Regions from separate parts of the Mus musculus genome. Here region 1 is linked to region 2. The links are chromatin contacts, called in public promoter capture Hi-C maps. All regions are on one chromosome and are shown on one strand. Each heading gives the region's core, a stretch centred on a gene start, on an enhancer-like site or on the middle of the called end of the contact. The rest is flanking DNA. Distances are from core to core; before and after follow the strand shown.

Region 1 (3,681 bases), core at 419-2,918, 94 kb after region 2:
TGACTATTAGTATTAATAAGGATAATTCATAGTCATAATAAGTGTAAGCTACTGCCTAGTTACTGTTATTTACTTATCTATTATTTTAGTTTTAGAATATTATTTTGGCTTCAGTGAAAATGTGGCAAAAGATAAGTGTGGCTTGAATTGGGGTGCTGGCAACACTTTTTAAGACCTTCAGTAGGTGATTAAAGCATTAGATGGTGCCAGACCTGTCATTATTTTATCTATTCCTTACCTTAAATAAAGTATAATTTACAAAGTAGTCATAGGGAGAGGTTAAAAGTAATAGATAACCATAAAATAGCTATAACAGTATGTGTTGCGATATTATGTGAATGTTGGCTGTCTCAAACTGTAGGGTTTTTTTTCATCCAGTGTTTTCAGACTACAGCTGTGCTGATATACTGGATTATAAAATTGCAGATCAAGAGACTGATGGATATATTGTGTAAGAGGTTCTCAGGGGTAGAACCCTCAGCATACATGTGCTAGGGACTGGGAGAGTAGGAACAGGAGTACCTCAAGTTATCTGTGAGTGACAGTGACTTAAATACAAAAATCTCTGAGGCAGGAGGCTGTCCCTTCTGTGCTGCTCTTCTCTACTGAGGCCTGTCACATTATGTTATTTGTCTCCTTGAACATGTCTCGGGGGTCCTTACTTTCCTGAATTAAAGTGTTCACACTTCACTGAGCTGTGATTGTAAGCATCCTTTGCCCACAGTAAGAAAGCATGGATAAAAATAAATAAAAATACAAGTTGGATCACATGGTTCTTTGTTCAAGTGTACAGATCTCCTAGGATTACTACAGTTGCAGCATTTGTTTTCCTTTACTGATGATGTGAGGCTTTATTCAGGCAAAATTATACCATTCCCACAGCACCCAGTTTATGAAAACGGAAAGCACCCTTTATGACATTATCCAAAAAAGTAGTGTGTTATTTCAATTTGCATTGTTTTAGATAAGTAGAAACAAGATTGAACTGTAAGATTCAAAGACTTGGTACCTAAATATCTGTGTACTGTCACTCCACTCAAGTGGAGTACCTAACTAAACTGAGGAAGAAGGAGAGAACAAATAGCACCATTTCCAAATATTAGCCAATATCTAATAAATGATAAAGGAAAATTGAGGCTGAATATTGTCTCTCAGCTGTAACGTCTTGTGCAGCTGAATTAGACTTCCTCGGGTGCCATGTACTGTTACCATGCTTCCTTCCTGTGACACTGTCCTTTGTTCTTAGGGACACAAAAAAATAGGACTTTCCCCCCTCTCTCCTCTGGTACTGTACTTCAGCCCAAATCCCAACTCCTCCCTCTCTCCATCCCCACCTCTGCCCATGTTTCTTACTGGCAATCTGAATTCTGCTCATTTACCTATGAGGAAGATTGCCGACCGACAAGGAAACAGCTTTCAGATACATCCTGTGGGCGCACCAAGCCAGCGCCTACTGTGCCGTCGGGAATTCCTCTATGGGAATAAATGGTAATGAGTTGTCCAGCACGCTAGAGTGTGTGTGTGCCCTAGCACACAAGTTGCCCTGCCCTGCCCTGCCCTGCCCCACCCCCTTTCTTCCTTTTCCCAAGCCCCTCTCTCTGCTTCTCCTCCTACTCCTTTAGCCCCTCCCTCTGTGCCTTAGTTCTGCAGTAGGCTGGCTTTACGAACATTCCTGCATTGCAAGGCTTTCGGTTAAGGATGTATTGTGGCTTTTGTTTGGATTTCAGCATGCAGAATCACAGGTAACACTCTGAAATTGAGCTAAGCAGATAAATTGTATTAAGGTGTTTGCAGAGATATAATAGTACATTGGATTTAATGGAGAAAATAATCTTGGTTAATTTTTATCAATGATAATGTCTTCAGGATTACCATAAGGAGATTCTCCTACAACACGTAAAATAAAAGAAAATGAGGGTTTATAATTTCTTTATGTTGATCTTGGAAGCATGGTATTGCTGTTCCTCCAAAGTAAGGGCCGTTTATGGAGGAGGCTGCTTAGGGTGAAGTGGGAGGGGTGCTGGCAGTCAGAGCTAGCTAGGTTCTTTGTCTAGGATGTGGAATGCAAAATGTAAAATGCTCTCTCCTTTTCTTCTATCAGCTGTTCAGAGGAGACTCATTACAACTCCTGCTGAAGCTACTAATCTTCCTCCCTCTGCCCCTCCCCCACCCACACTTGGCCTGAAGACACTGTCCCCAGTTTGCCTTACTCCCTTGCTATGTGTTTGGTGAAACTGGCAGTATGGCTGCGTCTGGGACTGGCCAGACAACTGCTGTTGGCTTTCCCTATTCCAGGAAGAATTTAAAGGGAAATTGTACAGCAGGCAGTATACCCACCACAGCAGCAACCTCAGGAACGTGATGACTAGGGCTCCCTGGCTTTGTCACAGGCATGCAAAGCTGACTGCAGTGACAGTAGCTGCTCCTGAGAACTGAGACAGCAGCCAGGTGGCAGCATGAAGTGAGAGCCAGTTCCTGAGCACGAGATGAACTCCACCTGGGATGGTAATCAGAGCAGCCATCCTTTCTGTCTTCTGGCACTGGGCTACTTGGAAACTGTCAGGTTCTGTCTTTTGGAAGTGCTGATTATTGTCTTTCTAACTGTATTGATTATTTCTGGCAACATCATTGTGATTTTTGTGTTTCACTGTGCACCTCTGTTGAACCATCATTCTACAAGTTATTTTATTCAGACAATGGCATATGCTGACCTCTTGGTTGGGGTAAGCTGCCTGGTCCCTTCCTTATCACTCCTCTACTACCCTCTTCCGATTGAGGAGGCCATGACTTGCCAAGTATTTGGTTTTGTAGTGTCAGTTCTGAAGAGTATCTCTATGGCTTCTCTGGCCTGTATCAGCATTGATAGATATATTGCCATCACTAAGCCTTTAACCTATAATACCCTGGTTACTCCCTGGAGACTACGCCTCTGTATTTTTCTGATTTGGCTGTATTCCACCCTGGTCTTCCTGCCTTCCTTCTTCCACTGGGGTAAACCCGGATATCATGGAGATGTATTTCAGTGGTGTGCAGAGTCCTGGCACACCAACTCCTACTTCACATTGTTCATCGTGATGATGCTGTACGCCCCAGCTGCCCTCATTGTCTGCTTCACGTATTTCAACATCTTCCGCATCTGCCAGCAGCACACAAAAGAAATCAGCGAAAGGCAAGCCCGATTCAGCAGCCAGAATGGGGAGACTGGGGAACCCCAGACCTGTCCAGATAAGCGCTATGCCATGGTCCTATTCAGAATCACCAGTGTGTTTTATGTCCTCTGGTTGCCATACATCATCTACTTCTTGCTGGAGAGTTCTACTGGCTGCAGCAGCCGCCTTGCATCCTTCCTGACTACCTGGCTTGCTATTAGTAACAGTTTCTGCAACTGTATCATTTACAGTCTCTCCAACAGTGTTTTCCAGCGAGGACTAAAGGGCCTTTCAGGGTCTCTGTGTACTTCTTGTGCAAGTCACACCACAGCCAAGGACCCTTACACAGTTAGGTGCAAAGGACCCCCTAATGGATCTCATATCTGAGGGGGGCTCATATATTCAGTCGCTCTATTTTCAAGGAGAAAGGATGGCTTTGGTTCAGTTTTTTTTCTCTCCATCTCTGCTTCCAGTTCACTAGAGAAGTAAGAGCAGCTACAGACTATCCAGATAACCTTCATAGTTTGCAGAA
Region 2 (3,831 bases), core at 51-2,550:
AAACAGGAATCTACAAACTATTCTTAATGAGTCCAAGTCTTAGGCTGTGTATACAAGTTAACCACAAAGAGACTAGACCCACCAACTAGAACATTCGTTTCTTTCCTTCTGTCAAATAATATCACTTTAGTGTGCCATTATTAGCTTTCTCTGGTTAACTCCAAGTTTTTACTGGAACTTTAAAGCCTGACTACTAAAAATGACAGGAAGATTTGTAAAACACTTTTAACACTTTATTCGGGATATAAAGTCAACTCTAATTACAGTGGGTCAAGATGAGAAGAAATTCCTTAGGGTCCTAAGGTTAGGAGGACAGTGGGATTAAAAAGAACCGAGGTGGAGCTTAAACAAAAATCTAAACAGGTTGAGAATCACTGAATTTGAATACTTAATGTCTGTGATTACTTTAGACTATTTTGGTCTGAAGGCTGTGTCTGCCAGTATCTTAAAAACTCTGGTGATTTCAAGGATGGAAATGACAGCTACCCTTATCTCCTTCCTAACGACAGAAAAGTACAGCTGTTTCTCTTAGAAACAAAGATGCTTTCTACCATTCTCCTAAGATGGTGGAAGAGTCTCCTTATGAGGCTCCCCCAAGGAAAATAATAAGAAAGGGGGAAAGAAAACTATAGCAGAATTCCCTGGCTGTGCTTCATGCCATCGCTCCTAGTCACATCCCCTGGTCCAGCCATCTCCCTCCAGGGAGGTTAAGCCCTCCCTGGGCATTGTTTAGCCAGGGTCCCTATTTACAACACTCAGATCGCCTCCATCCCAGCGCTGTGGTCTCGGTAAGCCCAAGGGCTGAAAAGAAAACGCTAAGACAGGACCTGATCTCGGGGACCTTTTCGAAAGCCCCTCTTCCTACATGGGTTAAGCAAAGAAGGAAGCCGGCCTCTGTTCGGGTGGGATCCTCAGTGGTCAGAGGCGTCCCTTCAGCCGGTGCTGGAGAAAGGTGGCCATCTGAGCGTTTCGCTTCGCATCAAAAAGCCCTACCAGAGCGAGGGGCCTCTCTGTCGTGTCAGGTGCGGCCCGCGACTCCCAACCCTCGGGGTACCGGCGGCCACCGTGCACAGGCCGCCGGGCAGAGACAGCTCCCCGCCCCACCTCTGAGGACCCGGCAGCCGGGCCAGGGCCCCAGCCGCATCTTGCCCGCCCCCGCCCTACCTGAGGGGCCCGGGCGGGGTCGCTAAGGGCCGCTCCCGGGGGCCCCGCGACGGCGCGGCTCGGCGACGGAGGCGCCTCGTCTCGCCGGGGCAGAGCTCGGCGGCGGTTTCAGGGCCTCAAACTCCATCGGGAGCTACAGGGACAGCCCCGTTGGCGGCGGCGAAGGCCGCGACGGGGCCTCCTCCTCCTCCCTCCCTCCGCCTCCTCCTCCTCCTTCTCCTCCTCCTCCTCACCACGGAGGCGGACCTGGAGGGATCCCGATTTAGCTCTCGCGAGAAGATACTGTTCACTTCACGCGAGATTACGCAAGCCCGGGAGTTGGGGCAGAAGGGAAGCGTAGTGGCCCGGCCACCAGAACTGCGCATCAGTTTCCCTCTGAAGAAGAAAGCCACCCTCGTCACATGACAAAGGAACCCCAGAGTACTGTGGGAGATGATGCGAGGACTAGGCAAGACGAAGGGCCTTATGGGAAACTCCCTGCACATCTAAGCCTTGACCAGGAGGCTTGCAAGATTGAGCCAACGTTAAATTTATCATCCATAGAGCAGAACCTGCTTCATCTATGTTACAGTCTACTTTACTCTCTTTGTAGTGAGATACTAACCAGATTAGCAAATAATTCTCCAGTTTACAAAAACCAGGACCAAAGTGAAAACGTTTGGCAAACCCACCTACCTCATCTAAAATCCCAGATGCCTCAAAAGTGAGAAGGATCAAATTTTACAAGTTTTGGAATTATAACTCAATATTTGTTAGAGGACTTATGGCAACCTGTAAGGTAGGAATTATGAAGAAAGACTGAAAATAAGGATGAGAAAAGCAACAATTATAAACAAATATGCCAGGCTGTATGATAACTGATATTTTAAAAGCATTTTAGTTTTATAGTTAATTTATCAAAGTAATCCTAAAAGGTTAATATTGTGAATCTATGCTAATGATGTGCAACTGAATGTGAAACAAAATGTTCAGCAACATCCATGATAATAATCTGTATGTAAGTTAGAATATGGAAATTTCTCTAATGAAGCTTTAAATATACATGAGTTATAATCCAGATGTGGGGCTGGCGAGATGGCTCAGTGGTTAAAAGCACCGACTGTTCTTCTGAAGTTCCTGAATTCAAATCCCAGCAACCACACCGTGGCTCACATCTGATGCCCTCTTCTGGAGTGTCTGAAGACAGCTACAGTGTACTTACATATAATAAATAAATAAATCTTTAAAAAAAAATGCAGATGTGATGGTGCATCCCTGTGAACCCAGCAATTGAAAGGTCCAGGCAGAATCATAGACTGAACTGCTTACAACTGCAGCTCCAGTGACACAAAGCTTCTGGCAAGTGTGACAAGATCGGCTTTTTAGTTTTTGCATTTTGTTTTTTTTTGTGAAAGATCCATTGGCCCCACCTGTTTGTTGTTTGTTTTGTTTTCTGGTGCCTTGGCTAGCCTGTAACTAGCTCTGTAGACCAGGCTGGCCTCAAACGCAGAGATCTGACTGCTTCCCAAGTGCTGGGATTAAAGGCATGTACCACCACCTGGCAGCCCCACCAGCTATACATTAATAACTCATTATTCATAATTTCATCCAATTATGTTAATCAAAAAAGAAAGTTTCCCAACAATCAGGTGTACATTTTGGTATTTTCTTTTTGTTTTTGTTTCAAGACAGGGTTTCTTGTGTAGCCCTGGCTTTCCTGGAACTCACTCTGCCTCTGGAGTGCTGGGCTCAAAGGTGTGCACCATCACCACCTGGCACATTTCTGTTCTTTTCAACTGGACAGTGATGAGTAATTTTATATATACATGTTCCCTAACCTACTGTGTGTGCATTTTCCATTCTACTTCCATTTGATATTTTTCCATTTCACACAGGAAACATTCCCCAAACATGGAAAACCACATTAAAAGTTAACAATCACACCTTCCTTTCCCTATTATGTTTTTTAGACAGGGCTCAAAAACCTGTATAGTCTTGGCTGTCCTGGAATCACTCTATAGACCAGGCTGGCCTTGATCCTTGATATCTGCACGACCCAGCTTTCCCTATCATTTTTTAATCACTGGCATTTTTCCAAATTAATTTCAAAAACTTAACAATTGTTTGTCTACCTCCATTAAAATACAAGCCCTATGACAGTTGGTAATCTGTTTATCTACCTTTTAGTACATATATAAACCAGTAGGTAGGTTCTTTTTTTTTTTTAAGATTTATTTATTATTATAAGTACACTGTACCTGTCTTCAGATGCACCAGAAGAGGGCGTCAGATCTCATTATGGATGGTTGTGAGCCACTATGTGGTTGCTAGGATTTGAACTCAGGACCTTTGGAAGAGCAGTCCATGCTCTTAACCACTGAGCCATCTCTCCAGCCCCAGTAGGTAGTTCTACTTTTCACTGTCCAGTTGAAAATAACAGAAATGTGCCAGGTGGTGGTACATTAAACAGGCAGGAGAGAGTGAGTCTTTGGGCTTCATAGATTACCAGGTGGTTAATGTAGCTGACTACTCTTGCACAGCAACTGAGTGCAGTTCCCAGCTCACAGCTGCCTTCACTGCAGCTCCAGGAGGGGATCCAAAGCTGCTAGCAAGCATATGCCCACACATACACATAACTAAAAATATAATAATAAATCTTATGTACACATAACCCCACACACATAATTT

Evidence for each region. Promoter capture Hi-C pulls out the DNA fragments that hold promoters and counts their contacts.
Region 1: a promoter capture Hi-C map of second pharyngeal arch cranial neural crest shows a contact between it and region 2. The contact joins the promoter of Gpr21 here to the promoter of Rc3h2 in region 2. A contact is called at or near these places in 17 of 39 promoter capture datasets (the 3T3-L1 cell line, 3T3-L1-derived adipocytes, the C10 cell line and 12 more), 2 of 484 Hi-C or Micro-C datasets (nephron progenitors and stem cell-derived neural stem cells), 4 of 115 datasets of contacts at active chromatin or transcription factors (bone marrow-derived macrophages, embryonic stem cells and epiblast stem cells) and 3 of 9 other capture datasets (adipose tissue, liver and pancreatic islet).

What each region holds. Positions count from the first base shown.
Region 1 is chr2:37,514,958-37,518,638 of GRCm38.p6, forward strand. It overlaps Gpr21 (G protein-coupled receptor 21), which reads left to right and starts at 1,669. Exons shown (of 2, transcript NM_177383.4): 1 at 1,669-1,742; 2 at 2,102-3,681. The coding sequence starts at 2,487. The coding sequence ends at 3,536. All of the region lies in intron 13 of Rabgap1 (RAB GTPase activating protein 1), which reads left to right.
Region 2 is chr2:37,421,603-37,425,433 of GRCm38.p6, forward strand. It overlaps Rc3h2 (ring finger and CCCH-type zinc finger domains 2), which reads right to left and starts at 1,301. Exons shown (of 22, transcript NM_001100591.1): 1 at 1,165-1,301.